2 separate regions of the Mus musculus genome follow, and region 2 is linked to region 1. The links are chromatin contacts, called in public HiChIP or PLAC-seq maps. All regions are on one chromosome and are shown on one strand. Each heading gives the region's core, a stretch centred on a gene start, on an enhancer-like site or on the middle of the called end of the contact. The rest is flanking DNA. Distances are from core to core; before and after follow the strand shown. Region 1 holds the start of Zfp974 (zinc finger protein 974). Region 2 holds the start of Eid2b (EP300 interacting inhibitor of differentiation 2B).

Evidence for each region. HiChIP or PLAC-seq counts read pairs in DNA pulled down with a chosen protein or histone mark.
Region 2: an H3K4me3 HiChIP or PLAC-seq map of bone marrow-derived macrophages shows a contact between it and region 1, with 5 times the contacts expected there. The contact joins the promoter of Eid2b here to the promoter of Zfp974 in region 1. A contact is called at or near these places in 1 of 39 promoter capture datasets (the 3T3-L1 cell line), 1 of 115 datasets of contacts at active chromatin or transcription factors (bone marrow-derived macrophages) and 2 of 9 other capture datasets (liver and pancreatic islet).

Annotation. Positions count from the first base shown.
Region 1 is chr7:27,926,574-27,931,910 of GRCm38.p6, forward strand. Zfp974 (zinc finger protein 974) reads right to left here and starts at 2,885. Exons shown (of 5, transcript NM_001374027.1): 1 at 2,722-2,885; 2 at 828-880. The coding sequence starts at 860. It overlaps Gm26891 (a long non-coding RNA gene), which reads left to right. Exons shown (of 2, transcript XR_881914.3): 1 at 1-1,516; 2 at 1,774-1,901.
Region 2 is chr7:28,274,828-28,280,529 of GRCm38.p6, forward strand. It overlaps Eid2b (EP300 interacting inhibitor of differentiation 2B), which reads left to right and starts at 2,879. Exons shown (of 1, transcript NM_001177427.1): 1 at 2,879-5,302. The coding sequence starts at 2,954. The coding sequence ends at 3,409.

The DNA.
Region 1 (5,337 bases), core at 1,635-4,134:
ACCTGTGCCTCTCCACTCCACCCACATCCCTCAGGCTATACCCACAGAAGGGAAATGTCACCTGGGGTCAGGGTAAAACACATAAGGAATGCTGTGAGTCCTTGAGTTTATCATACTATCACATGATGTCATTAACATTTGTTGTCATAAGAATGATTTTATACACTATGCAAGAGGCCATAAACTTACTAAGTATAAGTACATATTATGTACATGTTAGGCTTAACCTCTTTCTTTCTTTCTTTCTTTCTTTCTTTCTTTCTTTCTTTCTTTCCATGAATGAAAACAAAACCTTCCAAGAAACAATGTGTCTCAGGTCCTTCTTGACTCTGGAGACTGCAGTCACCTCCCTATCACAGCCTGGATGACCTTTCCCTCTGACACCTGGACTCTCCCCTAAGGCTTCCTCGGGGAAGTCATCTCCTCACACCCATGCATAGGGGAAACTCTCCAACAATTCATCACCAGGCTGACAACACCACAGATGTCAATCAGGTTTCCCAGGGCACTCAATGAGACCATCCCCTCAAAGCTCTGAAGCCCCCAAGGCCCCTGTTTCCCTGTGGGACTGACACCTCCACTGCAGGGACAGTCCTCCCTGAGCACAGACCAAGCAGAGAGCACACGTGGAGAAATGCATTCAAAGACAACCGCAGTGCACGCTGGGAAGAAGCACAGACAGGAAGTGCTCAGACCTGCCAGCCCTCACTGGAAAGGGGCAGACTGGGCTGGGGGAATCCGGATCCTTGGGAAGCTTCAAGAGGGAAAGAGGGCAGGAGTCACCTAACCTGAAGTCACTCTATGTCCAAGAGAGAAAAACAACTTACACAGACCATGTCTTGGGAACTAGAGCTGGCCATTCTTCTTCAGGCTTCCTCCCCTGGGGGACAAAAAGAAAGCCATTCACTGCATTGTGACTTGATGTTCCCAGGCTGACTTCTGTCACTGTGATGTCATCGACTACACTTATTTCTCAAGCCTCCCCACTCACTCTCTCCCCTCCCACCGCTCACAGCCTCCCACACACAAATTGGAAGCACACAGGAGTCTACACAAAGCTGATCACCTCCTAACCCAGACAACCCACGGCCAAGGGGGCAGTGTGGGAGTGCAGGGCACAAACATATCTGCCTTGAACTCCTCCAGAAGAGGCCAGCAGAAGGGATCCATCTTCCACCCTGAGCTCCAGCTCGCCCTGCACCTGGGCCGCTCCTCCTACTGTGCGCAGATCTCAGATCTTCCTACTGGAACCCCACCTATCAAGGCTCACAGGGGCTCACAGCATCCAGGTGGCCCCTCCTGTGTAAACTCAGGGCTGAAGCACAGCGAGGCTGGAGGGGCTGCAGCTGTGATGCTCAGGCAGCGTCCAGCATTCTGTGCCCACTGTTAGTGAATGGGACTGTGCACCATGGACCACTCTCCTGAGAACCTTCCCTCATCTATGATAACACTTATGTTGTCTCAAGCCATGATCCTTTATGAAGATAATTAGCTGTAAAACATCCTGTCACAGGAGGTGAGTATATGTTTCCCTCTTTCCATATTATGGGAGATTTTGAACAAAATAATGCTAAGTTTGTTCTGGGTGTCCTAGGTCTTTTGATCCTAGAACTGAGTTTCTCAACCTCCGCAGGGCTGACACAACTGTCCTGCCTTGGGCTCTGTGAGGACCACCTTGTGCTCTGTAAAATTATCACACTGAACACAATACAAATTTTAAAATTCTGCTCTTCATTATTACCTTCATTTCGTTTTCTCCTTGTTTTGAAACAGGTTCTCATTTTGTAGCACACCCCTCCTGGAACTTGCTATGTGGATCAAACTGATCCTTAATTTACAATGATCCTCCTGCTTCTGCCTCCCAAAATGCTGAGATTAAAATGTACACTGTACAGACTAGAGCTTATGAGTCATTTCCTTAAATATACAACCAGTATTTGCATTCTTTCTAACACTCCCTTGTCCTGCCATACCCTGCAGACAATGAACCCAAGATGAGCACTGTCTATAATGTGGGGAAAGGAAGTGATTTAGGGAGAAAAAGTCAAGGGTAATTGAAATGGTCATGTGAACACCAGGACCTAAGGGCAGGGACAACGTAAGGGCCACAGCGGTGGAGGTATGAATGTGTACGTTCACCTACCTGCATTTACTGACAATTCCATATTATAAAATTGAAAACTCATTTCTCAAACAGAAAAGAAGAGTACACTCATCCTTGACTCTTAGATGGGCAGCAATAATGATCCCATCCTTCTCAAGCCCTCCTTTTGACTGATGGCCTTCGCGGGGAGCCTGCGCAAGGATGAGATCCCCATCATGCTCTGGCAGCATCCGCACTGAGCACTTTCCTTCAGTTCCCTCAACACTCACACAGCTAGGGCTCTGAGAAAGTCATGGAATTCAACAAGTAACCACCCTCCTAGGTCACCCTCGGTGGCACTTTCAGCCCCAAATGCTCCTCCCAAGCTCAAGTCTGTACCTAGCCTGACCTCTCCTTACTGAAACTTAGTCCTCTGCTTTGGTTCCTGTGGTCGCGAGGGAAAGTTGGAGCAGAAAGCGACGCGCACAGAGCCCCAGATAATGCAGAGAGATCAAGGTGTGGACACACACACACACACACACTATCACATCAACAAACAGCGACCCTATACGACCGTCCGCACACGCCCACTCCCAGCCGGCTGCCTCAGGCCTTACTCCATGGAGACCGAAGCCAACCTGAAATTTCTTCCGCCGACCACAAAGATCGGACCTTCCGCATTAGCGGCACCAGAACACCAAAAGCCTATGCGCTAGTTTCGGCGTGGTGACCCTAAAAAATGCAGTTATCACCAGCAAAGCCCCCGTGAAGCCCGGCTCTTGGGGGCGGGGATGCCAGATCTGCGAGCGGAGCCCAGTGGTTTGTGGGAGTTCCCACGGGGGTGCGCGCTTAAAGGGGAGGCGCCCTCCTTTGAGTAAAAGTTACTTCCGGTTCTGCGGGGAACTGATTTTCTCGCCCTTAAAAAGGCAGGGATGCTCTAGATAGAAAATGTGACTGAGGACCACATGCTATGCAACAACCGTACTGTGTCTGTTAGACAGGCTAGACGATCCTCATAATAAAACTAGTCGCATTGAAAGTACTGTAATCGGTCTAAAAGCTAAAGTACAGGTTTGTCACATTAGATTTGAAAAGAGGTCAGACCCAGCTATCTGTTAACTTCAGAAAATATGTTAAAGATAAATACTCTAGCAGATTCAAAGTGACCATCTTTACATAATCAAAAGAAAACTCAAGTCGATTATAAAATGGAGGCAGATTTGGGGGCAAAGAACATTGCCAGTGATAATAAAGAGGCCAAGACATCAAGTGATAGTAAACATGGCTGGGCGTGGTAGCAATGGCTTTTATCCCAGCGATGGGGAGGTACAGCCAGCTGCATGTCTGTGAGAAGAGACCACCGAGGACTACCCAGTGAAACCCTGTCTAAGAACTAAAATACACTCAGATTATGGTGGCACATGCCTTTTACTCTTTTTGTGTCTGAGTTACCTCACTCAGGATATTTTCTAGTTGCACCCATTTGCCTGCAAAACTCATGATGTCCTCATTCTTAATAGCTAAATACTATCCCATTATGTAAATGACCCACATTTTCTGTATCCATTTTTCCATTGGGGGACATCTGGGTTGTTTCCAGCTTCTGGCTTTCACAGATAAGACCTCTATGAACACAGTGGATTTGTGGTATGGTGGGGCATCTTTTGGGTATATTCCAAGAGTGGTATAGCTGGGTCTTTGTGGTTGATCTATTTCCAAACTTCTGAGGATCCTCGAGATTGATTTCCAGAGTAGTTGTATCAGTTGGCAATCCCACCAACAATGTCTTAGAGCTCAGGCTCTAAGATCCAGAATTGATAAATGGGACCTCATAAAACTGGAAAGCTTCTGTAAGGCAAAGGACGTAGTCAGGACAAATCAGCAACCTATAGAGTGGGACAAAACTTCACTAACCCCACATCCTATAGAGGGTTAATATCCAAAATATATAAAGAACTCAAGAAGCTAAGCTTCAAAAATCCAAACAACCCAACCACAAAATAAGGTATAGAGCTAAACAGAGAATTCACAACAGAGGAATCCCAAATGATGGAGAAGCACTTAAAGAAATGTTCAAAGTCCTTAGTGATCAGGGAAATGCAAATCAAAATGACCTGAGATTCTACCTTACAACAATCAGAATGGCTAAGACAAAAAACTCCGGTGACAGCACTTGTTTCTACTGCACTTTTGAAACTTAAAGACTGTATCTATTTTTAAGATATCCCATAGGCTAATACTAGACCAGGAGTCCCCAGCTATATCTAGGTGACTGTTTCTGCAAAGCTTCCTGTTTTGTTATTCCACTGGCTTTTGGATCATTTATAAAGATGCTTAGCCTTCTGTCATGCCAATGTGTTCCGTCCTCCTTTCTCTCCACAGTGTGATTCTGGTCAGTCTGCTCCATCACAGTTCTTTTCTTAGTGCTACCCCTTATCCTTCATGGAAGTAAAATCAGATAATTGCCCTCCATTTTCTCCACAGGAGCTGTGTGGTGCTGAATACGTAACTAGAGATTAATGTCCACCACAAGCGTTTCCTTAGCTGCAGTCACTTGAATTCCTCCTGGGGTTCTGCAGGCCACATCCCCAGTCTCAGCTCTTTCTGCCTCTGTCTCCTGCTCTGTGTGTGCATAGCTTTCCCTCCTCCTCACACCTCTGTCTCCTGCTCTGTGTGTGCATAGCTTCCCCTCCTCCTCCTCACCTCTGTCTCCTGCTCTGTGTGTGCATAGCTTCCCCCTCCTCCTCTCACCTCTGTCTCCTGCTCTGTGTGTGCATAGCTTCCCCTCCTCCTCACCTCTGTCTCCTGCTCTGTGTGTGCATAGCTTCCCCCTCCTCCTCACCTCTGTCTCCTGCTCTGTGTGTGCAAAGCTTCCCCCTCCTCCTCACCTCTGTCTCCTGCTCTGTGTGTGCATAGCTTCCCCTCCTCCTCACACCTCTGTCTCCTGCTCTGTGTGTGCATAGCTTCCCCTCCTCCTCCTCACCTCTGTCTCCTGCTCTGTGTGTGCATAGCTTCCCCCTCCTCCTCTCACCTCTGTCTCCTGCTCTGTGTGTGCATAGCTTCCCCTCCTCCTCACCTCTGTCTCCTGCTCTGTGTGTGCATAGCTTCCCCCTCCTCCTCACCTCTGTCTCCTGCTCTGTGTGTGCAAAGCTTCCCCCTCCTCCTCACCTCTGTCTCCTGCTCTGTGTGTGCAAAGCTTCCCCCTCCTCCTCACCTCTGTCTCCTGCTCTGTGTGTGCAAAGCTTCCCCCTCCT
Region 2 (5,702 bases), core at 1,629-4,128, 350 kb after region 1:
CACATAAAGCTAGAGAGGAAAGGAGTGGTTATCGGGGCTGGAGAGATGGCTCAGCAGCTGGAGCACTTGCTGCTCAATCGTGAGAACCAGAATTTGGATACCAGCACCCGTGTTGGGCAGCTCACAACCACCCTACAACTCCAACTCCCGTGGATCCAGTCCTCTTTTCTGGATGCCAAGGTCACCCACTATACTGGCTGGTTTTGTCTCAACTTGACACAAGCTGGAGTTATCACAGAGAAAGGAGCCTCCCTTGAGGAAATGCCTCCATGAGATCCAGCTGTAAGGCATTTTCTCAATTAGTGGTCAAGGGTGGGAGGGCCCATTGTAGGTGGTGCCATCTCTGGGCTGGTGGTCCTGGGTTCTATAAGAAAGCAGGCTGAGCAAGCCAGGGGAAGCAAGCCAGTAAGGAACATCCCTCCAGAGCCTCTGCATCAGCTCCTGCCTCCAGGTTCCTGCCCTGTGTGAGCTCCTGTCCTGGCTTCCTTTGGTGATGAACAGCAGTATGGAAGTCTAAGCTGAATTAACCCTTTCCTCCCCAACTTGCTTCTTGGTCATGATGCTTTGTGCAGGAATAGAAACCCTGAGTTAGACACCCACACACGTGTACATACACATTCACACAAAAGTACATAAGCACACACCTATAAATAAAAATAACACATTTTTAAAAAGAAAGCTTGTTGAATTTTGTCAAAGGCCTCCTCAGGTTATGAACATAACAGACATGGTACAACTTGTAATCCCAGCAGCAGCAGGGAGCAGCAGGGAGCAGCAGCAGCAGCAGGGAGCAGCAGGGAGCAGCAGCAGCAGCAGGGAGCAGCAGCAGCAGGGAGCAGCAGGGAGCAGCAGGAAGGTGCTAACTTGGAGGACAACTTGTGCTCTGTAGCAAGACCCTGTTTCAAAACCGAGAATCTACAGATGCCATCCTAGGTTATGTCAGATGCACCATGACGAATTATGGGATCATGTTGAGACTAACACAGCATGGTCTTTATATTCTTTTCAATTTTACTAACAAGCTTTTTTGTGTGTATGACAGGGTCTCACTGTGTGTAGCCCTAGATGGATTAGAACTCTATGTAGACCAGGGTGACCTTGAACTCACAGAGCTCCTCCTGCCTCAGCCTCAAGTGCTGATTGAGCCCAGAGCAGCACCACTGAGCTACACTCCCAGGCAGTACGAGTGCATCTCCCACAGTATATACATAGTGCCAGAAGACAGCTTGCAGGAGTTGGCCTTCCTCCCACTCTGTGGGTCCAGGGGATGCAACTGAAGACATCCTCAGCATTACCTGCTGAGCATCTCGCTGGTCCTCTAACCCTAGGCTTATTTTTACTTTGAGTCATGGTCTTAGTTGCCCAGACTGTCCTTGAAGTCTGTAGCCCAGGCTACCCTTGAACTTTTTCGGCATTGGACACCTAGGTAGCTGGGGTTACAGGCTTGAGCTCCAGATGCGAGTGTTGGGGACAGCATTGACAGGTTGGAGACATGTGGCCTCTGGGTTCCTCAAAGGCACGAGAAGGCAGGTGCAGAGTTGATTACGTGGCGGAGATACAGCTGCATTTCAGACTCTTAGCACACTTTTCACATTAGCCCAGGCTGGCCTAGAACTTGCCAAGTAGCCCAGGACGAACATAATCTCATCTTCCTGCCTCTACCTCCCAAAGACTGGGATTGCAGCTGTGCTCCACCACGGGTAGCCCTCTTGTTTTCTGAGATTATCGACAGGCAGTGGCCACCCTAGGAGATTCAACAGTGTATTACACTCAAGTAAGGGAAGTGCTGCCACTGCGTGGGGGAAAGAGGCATGGAAGTGCCGAGAGAAACGGCTACACCAACCGTAACGAGCAAAAATGAAGAAAATATGCCAGCAAGATGGATCACTAGGTAGAGGCATTCACTTGCCAAACCTGACAACCTGAGTTTGGGTCCACATGGTAGGATGGAACTGACTCCTAAAAGTTATCTTCTGATCTCCATACACCTGCCGTGGCTCGAACTCGTGTGCGCACTCAAAGCTAAATGTGACACAGAAGCCAGAGTAGAGCACAACTGACTAGCACCTTGAGTTCAATAAGGTTGGAAGGAGAGAAGGCCACGACGTTGACCTTGACCTCCACAGCTGCACGGTTCCGACTTACACAGACACACTAAAAAACAGTCCGGAGATTAAAAGCACTTTTTCTTTCAGACAACCCAGGTTCAGTTCCCAAAACCTGTGTGGTAGCTCAAAACTACCTTGCTTCCTCCCTCCCCACCTTTCCTTCCCCCTCCCCTCTCTCTCTTCTCTGTCTCTCAGATAGGGGTCAAACCCAAGACCTTACACCCTAGGCAAGTTCTCAGCCACTGAGCTATCTCTAGCCCAGTTCACAAACACCCTGGAACTCTAGTTACCGATACCGTCTTCAGATTTTCTTAGGATCCAGACACACATATGGCTTACATATACAGATATGTAACAAAACATCCATATATGTGTTTGTTTGTTTGTTGAGACGGGGTTTCTCTGTCCTGGATCTGGCTCCAGAGATCCACCTGCTTCTGCCTCCGGAGTGCTGGTATTAAAGGCGTGCGCCGCCACCACCGCTAATTCCAGTTTTCTGGAGGCAGAAGCAGGCAGATCTGAGTGTATATATGAGTTCCAGGCCAGCCAAATGTACATGGACGCTGCCTCAAACAAGGCAATAAAATAATAATAATAATAATAATAATAATAATAATAATAATAATAATAATAATAATAAATTAAAGTATGTGATGCCGCCCCTGCTGGTTCAGAACTTGAGGCGGCCGTGGCGGTAATGGCACATGGCACCCCTAGAGGGCGATAGAGGTCCGGGCACCCGTCCTTGCGCAAGCACTTTTGTTTTCCAGGGCGCCGAGGCCCGCGCATGCGCACATCTTCACGCTGCCGCCGGAGCCGGTGCTTCTGAGGATTCAACGGTGGCAATGTCCGAGCTTCCCGGAGAGAGCAGGATCCCGGACCTGAGCCCCATGAACGGCGTCGGCGACGTCCTGCAGGTGGGACTGGGCGGAGGCAGTCCGGTCCCCGAAGCCCAGGAAGACCCGCTGGCCACAGCCTCCCAGCCCATGGCGCCGGCCCCGGGCCTGGCTCCCGGGCAGTTCCCCGGCGTGGCGGGCCTGATGGCGATCCCGCACGTCCACGCGCCGCTCCTCCTCCTAGAGCTGTACGAGCAGCGGATGTTCCAACACTATCTGCACACCAACCCCCTGATCCCCACCAGGCTGCTCCACGAAATCGAGGAGCGCCGCCGGCTGTTCGTGGAGGGCTGCAGGGCCAGGGAGGCGGCCTTCGACGCCAACCCCCCGCAGATGGACTCGCACGCCCGCGCCTTCATGCTGGCGCTCACGGCCTCCGACGCCCGCGGCCCCAACGCCGACTGAGGGGTGGCCTTCACCTATAACCTCCGAGGAAGGAGGCCGGAGGACCGGACTTCAAGGTCATCCTCCGCCATGTAGCGAGTTGGAGGCCAGCCTGGGCTACAGGAGACTGTCTTTTAAAAATAAAAAATAAAAATAAAAGATTGGTGGCCAGGAAGTCAGGTGACTCCTAGAATCAAGGGCAAAGGCAGATGTCTGGGCAAATGTCATGAGGTGGGGAATCCATGCCAGAATCCAGCCGTGGGCAGGGTGGAATGAAGCAGGCCGGGAGAGAGAAGGGCACTTGAGGCTTGAGGCTGACAAGCAAAGAGGACTCTTCTGACTTCCACCTTGTGACTGTCAGCAATCTTTCCCTCCCCTGCATTTGTTGAAAATCATGGTTGCTTCACTGCGAAGGACGATGGTTTTGCAAAGATGAAGTCTAAGAAATATCAATGAAAAAGACCATAGAAATCAGCGGAGATGCGGGAAGAAACCAGGGGATGTGCTTGCTAGATTCTGTTCCTCCCGGGTTTTACTGAGTAAGAAGAAAGCTGTAAACCACTTGGACATTTCAGAATTGAGGGTCGTCCCATCGTCAGCTGACAAGATCCATGTATCGTTACTTCTTGTGTTTGATGTTCTGTAGACGAGTTGTAAATATTCAGATAGGGAAAACCATGTATGTGTTGTGAGATGAATATTTTTCCAGACCTTGTGTAGTTGTAACCATGCGGAAATAGATGAGTGATTATTTAAATAATACAGACACAAGACTCAAATTCTGCAAAAGATACTATGGGAAGTTAAACTTATCTGCCAAATTGAAAATAGGTATCCATACAGATTTGTGTTTTCTGTAGGGTTTTTCAAACAGATTTTATAAGGCATATATGAACTGGTACCAGTCTAGTTATCCCCCAATCTTGGGTGCTGAGGATGGACCCCAAGCCTTCTTGCCCTGCTCCCATTCCTTCTGAATCAAGGTAGGGTAGGGTTTTGGCTCAGTGGTTAAAGGTGTCTGCTGCTAAGCCTTATTACTGAATTTGATCCCTGGACCCAAGAGGTGAAGGTGGAAGAATCCACACCCATTTCCTCCAAGCACCACTGGTGCACATCCACGTGCAATGTAAACAAATCTACATAGTACGTACATATATCAGCATCTGAGGTTTGATATGTTCAGTTATCATGGAAGTAATTCTATATAGGTTTTTTTTTTTAATGACTACTATTTAAGTCTGTATCAACATATTTAATGAACTAGTTGTCTTCTGGACATCTGGGTTGTTTGAAAATGTTTCCTTTTGGTTGTTTTAAAGATTTATGTGTATGTGTGTGAGCCTGCATGCATACGTGTGTACCGTGTCCATGCAAGAGACTGAGGAGACCAGAAGAGGGTGTTGGGTCTCCCAGAACTACAGTTTCAGGCAGCTGTGAGCCCCGATGTTGGTTCTGGGAACTGAACCCACTCCACTGAGTCATGTCTCCAGTCTTATTTTTTGTTGTTGGAAATAGGGTCTCTCTTTGTAGCTCTGGCTGGTCTAGAACCTGCTAAATGGGTAGACCAGGCTAGCCTTGAACTCACAGAGATCCTCCTGTCTCATACCTAGCTATTATGTGGTTTTCTGGGGGGTGGGAGGAGGGGAAGGGGTTGTTTTGGGGTTTGTTCATTGGGGTTTTTTGTTTGTTTTTTTGGTTTGTTTCTTTGTTGTTGATTTTTGAGATGAGGTTTCACAGAACTGTGGCTGATGACGAATTCCTTGATCTACTTCCCAGGTCCTGGAACTAAGGGTGGGTCACTGCCCCTGGCGTTGCTTTGGTAACATTCTGTGTTGCGTTTGCTCTTTCCTTAGACTTAAACGGAGCAGTTACAGGGCAAAAGCATTGCTGTTTGTCTTAAGGATTCCCTGCCCTCTTTGTGCCTCTGTCTACTTCCATTCACCAAGGAACTCTGGGCCTCTTTCTCCACAACAGTCTTGGCTTTGGGAAAAACTCACACTAAGAGCACTGACTGCTATTCTGAAGGTCCTGAGTTCAAGTCCCAGCAACAACATGGTGGCTCACAACCATCCATAATGAGATCTGATGCCTTCTTCTGGGGTATCTGAAGACAGCTACAGTGTACTTACATATAATAAATATTTTAAAGGGGGGGGGGCAGTCGGAGATGGGTGTGATGGCACACCCCTGTAACCTCAATGCTAAATACTCTGGAGGCTGAGACAAGCTGGTCCAGAGCTTAGGCCAGGGATGGCAGGCGGCACATGACCTCAATCCCTGCACACAGCAGCAAGCAGATCTCTATGAGTTTGAG